Linked DNA regions of Triticum aestivum: region 1 is linked to region 2. A link is a contact called in public Hi-C data. All regions are on one chromosome and are shown on one strand. Each heading gives the region's core, a stretch centred on a gene start, on an enhancer-like site or on the middle of the called end of the contact. The rest is flanking DNA. Distances are from core to core; before and after follow the strand shown.

Evidence for each region. Hi-C and Micro-C count contacts between places; a contact is called where the count stands out from the background.
Region 1: a Hi-C map of leaf shows a contact between it and region 2, with 4 times the contacts expected there. The contact joins the promoter of LOC123136701 here to the promoter of LOC123136698 in region 2. A contact is called at or near these places in 2 of 5 Hi-C or Micro-C datasets (both in leaf).

What each region holds. Positions count from the first base shown.
Region 1 is chr6B:228,643,735-228,651,191 of IWGSC CS RefSeq v2.1, reverse strand. LOC123136701 (transcription initiation factor TFIID subunit 12b) reads right to left here and starts at 4,797. Exons shown (of 1, transcript XM_044556174.1): 1 at 3,187-4,797. The coding sequence starts at 4,677. The coding sequence ends at 3,421.
Region 2 is chr6B:227,872,224-227,878,902 of IWGSC CS RefSeq v2.1, reverse strand. It overlaps LOC123136698, which reads left to right and starts at 3,154. Exons shown (of 13, transcript XM_044556171.1): 1 at 3,154-3,405; 2 at 4,501-4,664; 3 at 4,763-4,966; 4 at 5,049-5,184; 5 at 5,286-5,549; 6 at 5,681-5,814; 7 at 6,385-6,449. The coding sequence starts at 5,316.

The DNA.
Region 1 (7,457 bases), core at 3,548-6,047, 770 kb before region 2:
CATGGAGCTCGTCCGCCAACGTCTTCAGGCGGTGGCAGTAGTCATCAATGGACTGTTCATCTTGGTGACAGTCAACAAATTCCTGCTGCAAAAAAACGCGGCGCTGAAGCTTGTTGTCGGTGAAGAGGCCGTTCAGCTTGACCCACATGGCGCGGGCGTCGTCGCCGGCGCTCACGACCGTGTGGAACAAGTCCTTGGAGATGGTGGTGAAGAACCACCGGATGATCGTGGCGTCGATCGCGGTCCACTCGGCGTCGTACACCATGGCGCAGGAGTCCACGGTGCCATCCACATGGTCCACGAGATTGTTCTCGCGGAAGAGCAGCGTGAAGTACGTCTTCCACGCGAAGTACGTGGAGTTGGAGGCGTCGAGGATGACGGGGACTAAGGATGGCAATTTTACCCATGGGTACGGGTACCCGCGGGTACCGTACCCACATGGGTAGGGTATGGGCACACTTTTATGCCCATGGGTAGTACCCATACCCTACCCCTTAAGTCATGGGTAGGGTACGGGTATAGCCTTGTACCCGCGGGTGTACCCATACCCTGCCCGCTTGTAAAAATAATGTTAAGTTGTTGTCAATTAATCATTAATTTGTCATGTGACTCGTATATTCCTATTGACTTTATGAGTATGTTGTGATTTCTAAATTTTGATAGTAGTCTTGTACCCATCTACTTGTTATTGAGCTAAGATATTTGATTTTTTGTCAAATGTGCTATGAATGAGTGTAAAATTGTGAACAACTTGTGTACTATTTGTTCTATCCGTTGGGTACCCAATGGGTATGGGTACCCGTCGGGTATGGGTATGGGTAAAGTTTTATACCCATGGGTACGGGTATGGGTAGAATTTTGTACCCACTGACTATATGGGTATGGGTATGATATTGTTCTACCCTGCCCATACCCTACCCATTGCCATCCTTAACGGGGACGCGTGCATGGACGTTGATGTCGCGGATCTCGGCGGGGTCGACGGCGAAGGGGTTGGAGTAGGTGGAGGCGTTGGACGACATGGCGGCGGGGTCATGGGGAGGGAGGCGGCGGCACGGCTGAAGAGGAGCGGCGCGGCGGCAGGAGGCGAGTGGCGCGGCGGGGAGAGGTGGCGCGGCATGGGGAGGGAGGCGCGCGGTGGAGGGAGGGCGCGCGGGGAGGAGAGGTGGAGGCGGCGGCTTGGGGCGGCGGCGGCGGCGGCCCGAGGCGGCGGCTAGGGTTAGCGGAAGCTGGAAGATCGACTTGCGATAGATATCATGTAGAGAATGATTTGATGCATCAATAATTGATGGTCGTGCACTAGGCACATATATATAGATACAAGGGGTGCGACCGGTATCTTGTCTCCTAAGATACACGTACATACAGAGGGAGACAGATACTACAGGTACTGCATACAGGACCCAGACCTACGTACATGTACACATGTTCAACAGAAGTTAAGTTTGTCCACCGTCCAAGGGAAGCCAATATGGCGGCGCGTGAGGTAGCTAGGTCTGTCTTTACTTTCTGAAGCTTGTACCTGGGTCATTGAACCCTAATTTTCTCTTGCCCTGGCTCATATCCGATGTATCTTTGATTCACAATCACTAAAATGCGCCAGATAGCTTTCCCTAAAAAAAACTCCAGCTTCAGACAGTGGGGAGGTTGATGCGAAAAGACCAAAATACTGTAGTTCTTGTTTTGATCTATCCAGGTCTATCTCCATGTCCATTTCGATTTTTTGCCGGTACCCGTAAAGTAACAAACCCCTGCTTGACATGAGCAGTTAGCTATCTAAAAAACAATCAACATAGCAAAACCGATACATTTTATCCTTCTCAACAAACAAAATCCTTCTCAGCGGATCTTTTTTTCTGGCGGGGGGACACAAGGGATCTAATGAGCTTGAAGATACAATTTGCTCCAAGTCATCTCAAATGAACTACAATTTCAGAAGAAAAAAGAACTTCTTAAAAATAGGTCATATCAGTTCCACACGTGTGTGATAGTCGTGCGTCTCAGAGAAATTTTCAGCCACAATCATCTGGTATGAGCTTGGACATCACGAGAACTTGCACCCGCACTCAAACACAAATTATCATCGCAGCTGAGGAGACAAACAGAGTAGTGCAAATATCATCGCACTTGAATTCGCAACTCAACCAGAGGAAAAAGCACCGGTGGAAGGTGACCACAGCGTATCCTCGTCTAGCTTTCGTCCCTATTTGAAAGAGACGAGTTAACAGACCATTTCAGATGCGGAGCATCTTACGGTTATCTTCATGTACACCTTCATAGCACCTCAAACCCAAATGAACCTATCGGACTTAAGGCGAACCCACTCTTCTTCGAGATTGACATGAATATCCATTGCACTTGGTTGCTACCTCACCATGGAACATTGTGCATCGTTAGGTACGAGGACGTCCGCCGCCAAGCAGCCAGGAAGCATCCCGGAGGCCAAGGAGAAGGACCCTAAGGCCACAAGGAAGAAGGAGGAGTTCATCAAGATCAAAACAGCAAGTCCTAGGCAACCCCATGCGCACGGCCTCCCCCGACCCCGTGCCTCCCAGAAAGCTACCGGACATGAAGACGCACACCTCGTGCGCACGGCCTCCAGACCCCGTGTGCACGGCCTCCAGACCCCATGCGCACGGGCCCTCGTCGCTGTAGCACCCCGTGCGCACCGGCTTGTACTGTGCCCACGGGACCCCGTGCGCACGGGCCCATCAGGATGGACGGCCGAGAGTGGTTGTTTGGGCCTCCACTTCGTCCCCCTCTCCCACCTACCTATATAATTCGTACCTAGACCATTTGTAAGGGTTAGCAAAGTATATATAAGATATTTAGAGAACTTTGCTCCTTCTGCCCCTCCACTTGGAGATCAAGATCTCTTAGGAGAGGATCCCTTAGTGGATTTCAAAACCTTCTCTTGGAGAAGATTGTCATCAAGACCTCACCTACTTTGGAGTGGAAAAAACTTTACCTAGTGCTTGATTCCTTGGATTGTGCTTGTATTCTTGTGGATCTATGTGTTTGCTATCTAGTGGATGTGTAATTGGGTTTTGTTTAAGTAAATTTTTCTCTTGTGTTCCAAGTGTGAAAAGATCCCTCTTAAGGTTTCACCCTACAACAATTTCGCCGCTGATGAAGAGCCACGCATTACTGGGTGGAACGGCTGGGTTTCTATGGTGTACAAAAATGTCAGATGGCAATGTACACAGTGTATGTCGTCAGGTACGTGGGACCATATACATGTGCTCCATCTACGCACAAACACATACTATGAGTCCATGACTAATGAGAGGTATATCGATCTATCTTTTTCAGCAATTTACCTATAATGGTATAACTATCTATCTCAAATACAATTCACGCTTTTCAAAGTAAATGACATAATTGTACCAAAGCCTACACTGAATTTCTCTGCAGATTCATTCACATCCTCTCCTGTGAGAAACCAGGAGCGGACAGGTGACAATTCTTCTGCAGGTGCAGTAGCACATCCTTGGCTTCCACAACCGATGATTTCCTGTGCTTTGCAAGCCTGCACGCAAAATCAGCCGCTGTGTTAATGAAGTCGTCGGCAATCTCCAGAATCAAATCTTCCACCTCTGGATCAACCTCGCAGAGTGGATCCACCTGCGCCACCAAATCATGTATCTTTCTCTTCCCAAGAAGTTGGCTGCAATTTCCCCCTCCTTGATGCGGCGCATTTGCACCCGCCGCTGTTCCGCCTGAGGAAGGTGTCGCTGGCTGCAATCCTGCCGTGTTTGCGGGCTTCCCTGCAGCAGATGCTGGCATCCTGGGAGATGCTTGCTGTTGTTGCCGTTGCTGCTGGTTCAAATGTTGGGCATTAAGATGGGGAAGCCGCTGCAGCGCCTGCGCAATCTGCTGGCGATTCAATCCTCTCTGCTGAAGTTGTTGTATCAGTTGCATCATTTGTTCTTGCTGGCGTTGATGTGGAGAAACAGCCGAGGCCATTGACGATTGCATCTGATGCGTTGGTAACATTTGCACCACAGGCCCATTTTGTGATGATCCAGGTGGCTGCTGTGGCCTCATTTGTGCATGATATGCAGAACGTTGCTGAGTTTGAGCACCATATGGGGTAGCAATTCCATTAGGCCTCATCTGGTTCATCAGGGAAGCACCCATGGATTGCGCTTGTGCAGTGGGAGTGTTGAATTGCACGCCTTGTACCACGCCCCTCTGCCCTGGCTGCGCCATCATCGTTGGCTGGAACTGGAGCCCGTACTGCGCCGCGGAGGCTGCGTTGCCCTGCCCTTGCAGCATCCTCGGCTGCCCCTGTCCAAACATGGCCGCGCGCAGCCCCGGCTGCTGGCCCAACTGCCCCCCGCCGCCCGGGAAGGCCATCTGCGTGCCATATGTCGTGCCGACTGTCGCGTACCGTGGAGGCTGGCCGACGGTGGGGGCGAGGGAGGCCGGGCCTGAGCGGTGGATCGCACCGAATCCTCCGGCTCCTTCAGCCGCCTGCGTGGGAGAAGGCGCCTGCAACTGCGGCGGGTCCGTGGATCTGCCTCCCGTAGCAGCCGAGCCCGGGTTGACCTGCGCGGAGGAAACGATGGGGGGCAGGGGGATTTGGGGGTTGGCGTTCTGCGGGATGGAAGCAGAGGTGGCGAGCTGGTCGGGCTGCGGCGTTGCGGTGGAGGCTAGGGATGGCGGATCAGCCATGGCGGGCCGGCTGTAGGGTCCCGGCGGCGGCGATCGGAGAGGACGGGGGTGGACCCTGGACGGTCTGCGTAATTGGGACGGGTCGTGTTGCTGTGTTCCTTTTCACCGTCATCACGCAGAGACCGGTAGTCTCATACTCCGTCCAAAAATAAGTTCACTCCGTCCTCGCACTCTTCCTATTTTGCGTCAAATTTTAACCATAAATTTAACTAACAAAAATATTAATGCATGTCATTAAAAATTATATCATTAGATTCGTATCTCGACTACTATTAAATAATTAAATAAAAATTTTCTTACATGCACCTAACAATTAGTCCCACAAATCGCACGAACCAATCATCACCACACAATTAGTCCCACGTGTTTTAATCTAGCAGTCATCATTTATCTGATAGATCTGTGGCGTGGACTTAGCAAATTTCAATGGCTGACCGTACTGTTTCTAAGTAGTTATTAGCCATTGGATTAGAAACAGGATGTCCGTCCGATCTACTGGTTTAGACCCACGCGAGATTTGTTGGACCCGCTAATTGAATGCTTCCTCACTACTCCCGCAACCCACGCTTGGGCTATTATTTCTTTCCATTTGTTTCTTTCTCCCTAGAACGTTGCTTCCTTGTTGCATCCTTCCCTAAATCACGTTAGGTTACCAAATTCAAGCACCAACGTGATGGAAGCATTACTTGTGAGAAGCACTATATCTGATATTTTAGGAAACAGAATCCCGTAGATGATGCTTCCATTATATGCGATAAATCTCCAACATACTCCCTGATTTTTTTTTCTATTCCATAACACACATGGCAATGGAAGAATTTTCTTTTTTTTTAACTGCAATGGAAGCATTTTTTTCATGAGACAAAAAGAATCTATGTAGTTATTGATGCAAACATTTTTTTCTACAAAAGTACTCCCTGATTCTATTCCATAACCCAACATTTGTCAAACTCCCTGGAAGTTATTGATGAAAACGTTTTTTCAACCAATGGACGCATAGTTATGTTTTGTAGTGGAAGCATCTTTCAGTGTGAATGAGACACTGCTTCATACAAAACATAATAGAGCTTCATTGCTTATCATCCGGTGCATCGGTATCGATGTGTCATTTAGTTGCTTCATACATAAATTAATAAAGCTTCATTACTTATCATTCGATGCTTTGGTGCAAAAACATAATTTATACAAAGCTTCGCCATATCTCAATATTTTCCGCAATGGCAGAACAACACATACGTGGTGTATAATTACTTCTGATTGTATAAATATTGCTTCAAAACTATATACTAGATGCTTCGAGAGACTAGATCACATGCGCCGTGGTGATCAGTTATGGGAAGGTTGCCGGCGTTCTGCCTCGTCGAACCAACAGTGGAGGCAACTGTGGTGACGCACATGTGGCTATGGATTACCCGAGTGTCCACAAATCAGTTTTTTCCACTTGTTAGGAAGACTTAAAACAACGTCGTTTAACCAACCAGCTGCATATCGACTCTTGAGCATACCCTCTGGTTCCGTTGCTTCATTGTCGAGTTTCACCTGAGAACATACACAATGTAATATGCTAGCAAATATGAAAAATGGGTTAGAGGGAATAAACGGATACGCTCGCTGTCTGATGAAAATAGTTGTATGGAAACAAGGCATTAGAACTAAGTAAGCTTATTTGTTGAAGGTAGTACACCAATAATGTAGGAAGCATGAAAATACTGGACCTTGACATTAGTAGACAAGAAAGTAAGATTGGTACCATCCTAAGGATGCATCTCTTGTGTCTCCAATATACAAACCGAGCCGATTATCACTTGAAGTATAGAAGCAATTTTATAGACAACAAAACTAAATGTTTACAAGAAGCATCAAAACATAGTAAATCAACATAGTGTTGGTATAAGCATAGAATATTGAGAATGTATAAAAATTTAAGCCTAGTCACAAGATGAGGATGCATTTTTGTGTCCCTAACTTTCAAAATAGAAGAGAGTTTCTGTTTATATATGAAAGCATTTTTTTCTAGTACCCCGAAACAAAATAATTACAATACATAACCTTCGAGGTGAGAAGCTAAAAAATAATTCATTTGGTGCATATATAAGTGTTGGTTGGAAGCATTAAGTTTTTAAAATGAATCTGCCAGCAACTATGGATGCATATTTGTGGAACCTCTTTATACAAGAAACATTCCAAGATTGTTTTTGTCAAGAATTCTCATCTTAAATCGAAGCACCGATTGTTGAATCGAGGGAATAAGCACGATTGCCTGCCTAAATATCTATGCGTGATCAAATGATCTAAATACTTCAACTAAATTTTTTTGGACGATTCATAACCTAATACATGAAAAGAACAATACTAGGCAGAATACCAATGAGTCCTCGGCAGAAAATAAATTAACAACAATATGTGACAAATGAAAATTATCAAATTAGGGGCGATCGAGGCAGTGCAATACCTTTGATTTTAAGATGGGTATGGAAGACATGCCAAAAACCACTGCAGGTTCTCTAGGCGTCGGGTCCTACTCCGCCAGACGATTCATCCCATGGGCAACCTGGCGAACCACCAAAATCAGGGATGAGATGGGGAGGAGCAGGGGACAGATCTGGATGGTTGGGTGGATGTGTTTGCTTCACGACGAGGTGAGTATGAAGCACCTGATGAGTGTCGAGGTCGGAGAGGACGGGGTGGATGACGACGAGCTCGGGGGAGATGCGTGCGACACGAAGAAGGGGATGGGCCGTGAACTGCTTGTGATGCTCGACAACCAGTTGAGAGGGAGG
Region 2 (6,679 bases), core at 1,905-4,404:
ACATATTTCCAACAATAACTATGCGCTTTTCTATCAATTGCCCAACAGTAACTTGTTTACCCATCGTATGCTATGTGCTCGAGAGAGAAGCCTCTAGTGAAAACTATGCCCTTCGGGTCTACTCTACCATATTATTAAAACTAGAAATATCTTGCTGCAATTTATTTAATTTTATTTTGTTTTGAAATTTATTTATCTATCTATCACTATCAGAATTAATCCTTGCAAGTAACGAGTTCAAGGGATTGACAACCCTCTTGCCCGCGTTGGGTGCAAGTATTTGCTTTGTGTGTGTAGGTGTCGTCGAAGGGAATTTACTTGGTTCTCCAATCGGTTCCATAACTTTGGTTCTCACTGAGGGAAATACTTAACTCTACAGTATTGCTTCACACCTCCTCTTCAGGGAAATCCCAACGCAGTTTATAAGTAGCAGACGTCGCTGCACCAGTGACCAAACCCCATGAGCCCTTTATGCATCATAATTATTCTAGCTAAGGTTCGGCCTCCCCCCTCTCTCTCTAGTTCTCCACCATAGTCCTCCCCAAAGGGCTCCTCCTCCCTCCAGTTCTACTCCGGCACGACTTATCTCTAGACGGCGAAGCCCTACTGGATCAGAGGATTCATATGTGTGCAATCCGACAGAGGAACCGTATGTCTGGTTTTAGTTTGAGGGATCATACGTGAGACGTCGAGAACACAATCTTCACCAACAAGTTCTTCTAGTGCAACTCGATACTTGGTAAGACCAGATCTAACCTTGTATGCACGTTCTTCATAGTAATCCTAGGATATGCTAGGTAGGTCGATATTTTTTAGTCGTGTACTACGTTTCCCGACAGGTTACCGCAGTCCACACCGTCCAGTATTTCTAATTACAAGTTTGAGCTCCACTGGGATAATCTAGTGTAGCACAAGCTTGTTGTTTCTAATTGTGCAAATTCTATAGTTATTTTAGTGTTTTGCATAATGCATAGATTTTTTCAAAATAGAAAGAAGTAGATGTATAACCTAAGTTTGCTTTATTATTTAGTACTAGTTGACTGTGTAAATCCGAGTTTCTCTAGTATTGTAACTCTTTCAAATTGTCAAATTAAACTAATCTTTCTCTTTGGACAACTTGCAATTTGTAATATTATGATTTTCCTTTTCAGAAACCACTTCAACTAGCCTAGTACTATGTCTATTAGTACTCAAGTATTTGTTGGAACACATTGTATACCATGTAACAAGCAACTGAAGCAAGAAGATTTTGGTGTTTTTTAAAGAATGAGCCCCTGAACCCAGGATGCATGGCGAATGATCCAATATGTCAGGACCAATGAAGGAATTGAAGAGCTTCATATTCAGTTTATTTTAGCTGCTTGCTGCTTCTAGTGTCTAGATTACAGGAAACATGTTTCTTCAAGTGTCTACACACTCCAGGAACTAAGTTCCTTATAGAAGTAGTCAAACCTGGATACCAATTTATTGGAACCATTATATTTCTTGTAGAAGTAATGCAATGTATTCTCTCTCTTATGCCTACTTGAAATACCGTTGTGGCTCTGTACTTTGCCTTTCATATTGCAAGAATAACACATTGTATGCGCATTCTCTCTCTTAACTGTAGAAAGGATGGAGCTGGAAAGTGTGGTGGACCTTCTAACATTGATATTGTACATGTACAAGCTACGTGGCACTATTGTTTATCATATGGATTATAGATGCACTGACACTGAAGTTTGTAACATATTCTTAAATTTCTTTTATTTTAGTAGTGATACTATGTTATCTAAAAATCTGGTAGCCGTGACCTTGATATTTCCTACAAAACCAGCAAAAATAGAATAAAAAGGTTACTAGAGAAATATTACAATTGGCGATTGAATGCCAAATGGCAGTGATTTTATATCTATGTGTTGGAGCTTGAGGAAAGACTTACATGTAGACTATACGAGTGAAACCATCATTTATTTAGATGAGCCATTACCAGAGCAAATATACTATATTTGTAGCTGAAGTTAACATTGCTAAAATATTTCACTTGGCGGCAACTCCAAGGCAAGAAACATACATATAAGGATATTTTAGAATATGTGAAAATGTTGAAGCTTTAGCGCCGCGCACTAGCTTTCGTGGAGGAGCTGCACCGTTTGGGATGTGCTGGTCAGTTTCTGTTGGTTGAGGGATTGGCCATGAACATTGCATAAGCCGACTGCGAGGAGGTGGTCTATGTCGGGGAAGAGGGCAACGATGGGAAGGAGACCAGTGGCGTGAAAGAGGGTGCTGGAGGGAGGAGGTCGATAGGAGGAGGAGAGGGAGATGCAATGGCAGGGCGGCTAGATGAATACAGTAAGGTGGAGAGCTGGCAGCTCGGCGGTGGCAGGCTTGTGAGAAGGAAACAATGGTGACGTCATAGTTAGCGCTTGGACCGGGTTTGTAAGAAGGGGAATTCACAACTAAGTGTTATGCCACTCGGTGATGGCATTGTCGTCATAAATATATTAAGCTATGTGATTTGGACTCTACGTAAACTTCGGCGACTTCAACAAACTGTACTATGAGAGGCCTTCGATCCGCGGGATTGGTAAAGCACGGGGTTAAAAGAGATTCAAACAATTGTTAAACAAAAAATATGCTCTTAGACATCAACATATCAAACTGAAGTGAGACTGGTTGATGTGTCTACCTTATTAATGGTTGAATAAAATTTTGTACGTCTTAGTGTCACCTCATGATACTATCTGCATTTCATCCTCCAAAAACCATCTATGCAAAATTTATTATTTCGTTTAACTGTATTGCCACCCATAGCAATCGCACGGGGCACATGTATTAGGGTCAGTATTTTTGACAGCTTAAAAAATAAGCCGCCTCCTCCCCGGCTTTTTCCATAAACCACCTCTCTTATTCATTGGGCCTTCTAAATTAGTTATGGCATAACTAATTTAGAAGTCTCAATAAATTTTAAGAGCGACTTATTTTTTAAGCTAGGAACAAGCAACTTATTTTCTAAGAAAAAAACTGGCATAACTGGTATGTAATGGAATGGAAGGCATCGTCTGTTTTTTTAAGAGAAAACACACAAGTGGCCCCGAGAACTCTTATCCGATGGCTCTATAAATAGCTCACCCGGTCTTTTTTATGTTAAAAAACAAAGAACGAGATATTCACACACGTGCACACGGCACAGCCCGACCGACCCAGTGACGCCTCAATCAATTAATACTAATAAACAAAAAAGAAGAAAAGGGGGACTCTGTGACTCGACACCAAAGTCCTCAGATCCATTGTCGATTCGCATGGTTTATCTCGCCGGCAATCCTCACCTATCCTCACCCGGCGCATCCCGGCCATTTTTGTGCCTCCCTCCCCAGCTACCCGCCGCACCATCCCTCTTTCGGCGCACGAATTCACCTCTTTGATGTAAGCATCATGTACTCTCTCTATATATTTTTGCTTACTGTTCCAGTTGCTCACGGAGTATTCGAATTGTCCTTCAGATCTACCTCTGTGACCCGTAAATTGTGTTCCCCCTTCTTCATCCTCTTCTGTCGTAGATCTAACTGGGTCTTTCCTCTCCTAGATCTAACTGCATTCAGTTAATCGACTCGAAGAAATTACCTTTCTTGCGTGTTGCTCTAAGCACAATTCTTCACGTATACCCAATCATAGTCTCTCTCTCTAATCGCAGCAACAACTTCCAGTTTCTAATGGAACACTTCCTGTAAACAATCTTTTAGGTTAGGTAATAACATCGAGGCTTACTTCTTTCTTTCTTTTTTCTTTCTAATATAAATGTCGCATTAGTTCTCTTTGCGTAATTTTCCGGTAGCTAATAGTACCGAGGAGGGCCAGGACGTGAGATTTCTTTCCCATCTTAACCCTCAGTAATAACTACACGCCCAGCAATCCTGGATTGCATGAAGCAATCAACCCTAATATCAACCAAGTTAAACAAGCACGGCATGCATAGCATTAAATGAGCTTGCCATGCATGGCATTTTCTTCTGTAGTCGTTCGCTTGCATGGCATTAAACCAGAGCGGGATGCACCGCATTAAATCTGTGTGGGGCCAAGGGGTAATTTTGTGTATGGGGTGTGAATCTCACCCAGCTTCTTTTTCGACGGAAAAAGGAAAAAAATCCGTTTTAAATACTCCCTCCGTCCGGAAATACTTGTCATCAAAATGAATAAAAGGGGATGTATCTAGACGTATTTTAGTTCTAGATACATTCCTTTTTGTCCATTTTGATGACAAGTATTTTCGGACGAAGGGAGTAATTTGTTTGGGCTTTGGTGCTGTGAACTGCCGCCGAAAATTTCACTTCTTGATCTGTTATACAACGCTGGGGCTTCAATAAACTGGAGCCCAGGTCAATGTTCCCCATCCAAATGCATACCGTTCTGTAATATGATAAAGGAATCTGGGAAAATAACAATTAACAATGTACTTCCTCTGTTGGGAACTATGATCACCTTGTTGCAGTACTGAACATTTACCAATACTTTCTGCTTCAGGTCTCCAAAGAAGACAGTGGTTGATTATACAGGAGGCTTGAATAGGGCGGAGAGACTCGCAGCTAGAAAAGACAAAGCTGTGCCGTTGATCTCGAGGGGGAGTGATGGCAGGAAAAGAGGAAGGGTTAGTAAATTTAAGAAACGAATGGACAAGATGGTAAAATGTGAGCCCTGATTTCAGGCTATTATTATTCGTTTTCTTGCACATATATATAGCTAAGTAGAGTACTGACAGTTGAAGTGTGTCGTGTTCTTTTATTAGTGATGAGGGAAACACAGGCAGCTGAGGCTGCTGCCGCTGCTGAGAAAGCACGACTTTTCAAGTTAGAGCACCCTCATCAAGTTGTTTTGAACACTCATTTCCAAGAGAAAGAGTTTGGTGATATATCACTTCCAGATACCGCGCACTACAAGAAACAAACTCAATGGCTGTCTTCAATTGTTGTCTCTCTTGCTTTGTTTGATGGTGATTCCAGTGCTTTGTATTTATGCATTCTCCACATTTGTATGTATTCGTTGTTGGTTATTTGACTCGTGATCTTGTGCAGGAAGTATGATGTTATTTGCTTGCTCAGGCCTAGCTATACCATCCGGGACAACTAAACTAGAGCTGAGAAGATTTGTGACTTCAAGACGTTTGGTTGAGGAATTCAATAAAAACAGAAATACAGATGATAAATTGAGGTTGGTGCGGCTAAAGTGCTAATCATTATCATTCCATTTTTCTTTGTTTGTTCAAGCTACTTGTAACATTTTGTGCTGATGTACTGCTTTTATCACGTCAGATTGATGTGTGCCTTCCAGATAATACGCATATGGATGGGTTCTTGGGACTATATGATAAAGATATTGCTATTGTCACGTCCTGTGACTTCACGTATTGTGTCCCCACGAATGATGTCTGTCCTGTAAATCTGGACCTTCATGTGCCTCTGCCTTCTGATCGTAAGGTAATTGCAGCTGCTCGTATGTTTGGATCGGGCCGTTTGATGGTCAAATTGGGGCGTCTGACTGGAGACAGTCGTGCAAGATGTGATGGAATCACAGAGGTACACTGTTGATTGCTTTCTTACTTTTTGGCATGATGGAAGACTTGAAACAAATAATTGGATTATGATATATGTGGAATTCTCTTTTGCCATTTTCTCTTGTAATCCCTACCACTTAACTTCCATTCTAGGCTGCACTTGGAGGGCCGCTCGTCAGTCATGATGGGAAGTTTCTTGGGGTCATCCTTTGTGTCGAGGGCACTTCTTCTTTGTTCCTATCACTGATGGCCCTTCGTGAACGCTTGGAGCACTTTCAGTTACTCAGGTGTTTTCTAATACTTCATGAGCTGCATCATTTTGAATTTTGTTTCCTACACTTGTTTGAAACCCCCTCTTCTCTTCCACTTCACCATTGCATTTTTGGATATTAATATGATTGGAGTCCATGAGTAAGACTTTTCACAAAGTGAGCTGTCAATTGGTAGCAGTGTGGTTCTTGCTACCTCTTCCTGGTGTGGATACTTGTGTCGTTACATCTCATGTTGCTAATTTAATCCTCTTCATTCATTGTTGCGGATAGTATTTTTTCTAAATAAGAAGAGAGTTAAAACAATTCGTCTGGACTAAAGTATGGACAATGTAACTCATACCGTGACATCTGGTCTGCTCATTTCTTCCATGTTTTCGGTTGTGTATTTATTTATAAGCTTGATTTCTAAGTCTTTTCTCCTGCCTTGTTTCCTTTTGCACAACTAGGTACAAGTGTCTGTATAACTGTTTTGATGTTGGGCTAGCACACCTGTGTTTATTTATCATAACAAATATAAACCTTTCTTTTTTCTTTTTGGATCATAACCAAATAAAAACTTCTCATACTGTGTTTGCTCTATTGCAGTTCTAAAACCAGAGACTTCCGTAGATATTCCTTGCCTGCAGATGTATCAATCATAATCCCTTCAGGTAAGAATGTTACCTGTTGATCATTACACCCAGAATATTTTGTGGCTGTTAACGTGCATATCATCTGAGAACTGATATTGACCACCTTATTGCATAAGGATTCTGGTTTATAATTAAGAAGCTAGAGTCAGTTGGCTATCCCATGCCACCACCACTTGTGCTTGAATGTAAGTCGCTGCTTTCCATGTTGCTGAACTCTCCTTTGTGCACTTTTCTGTACTACCTTTTTC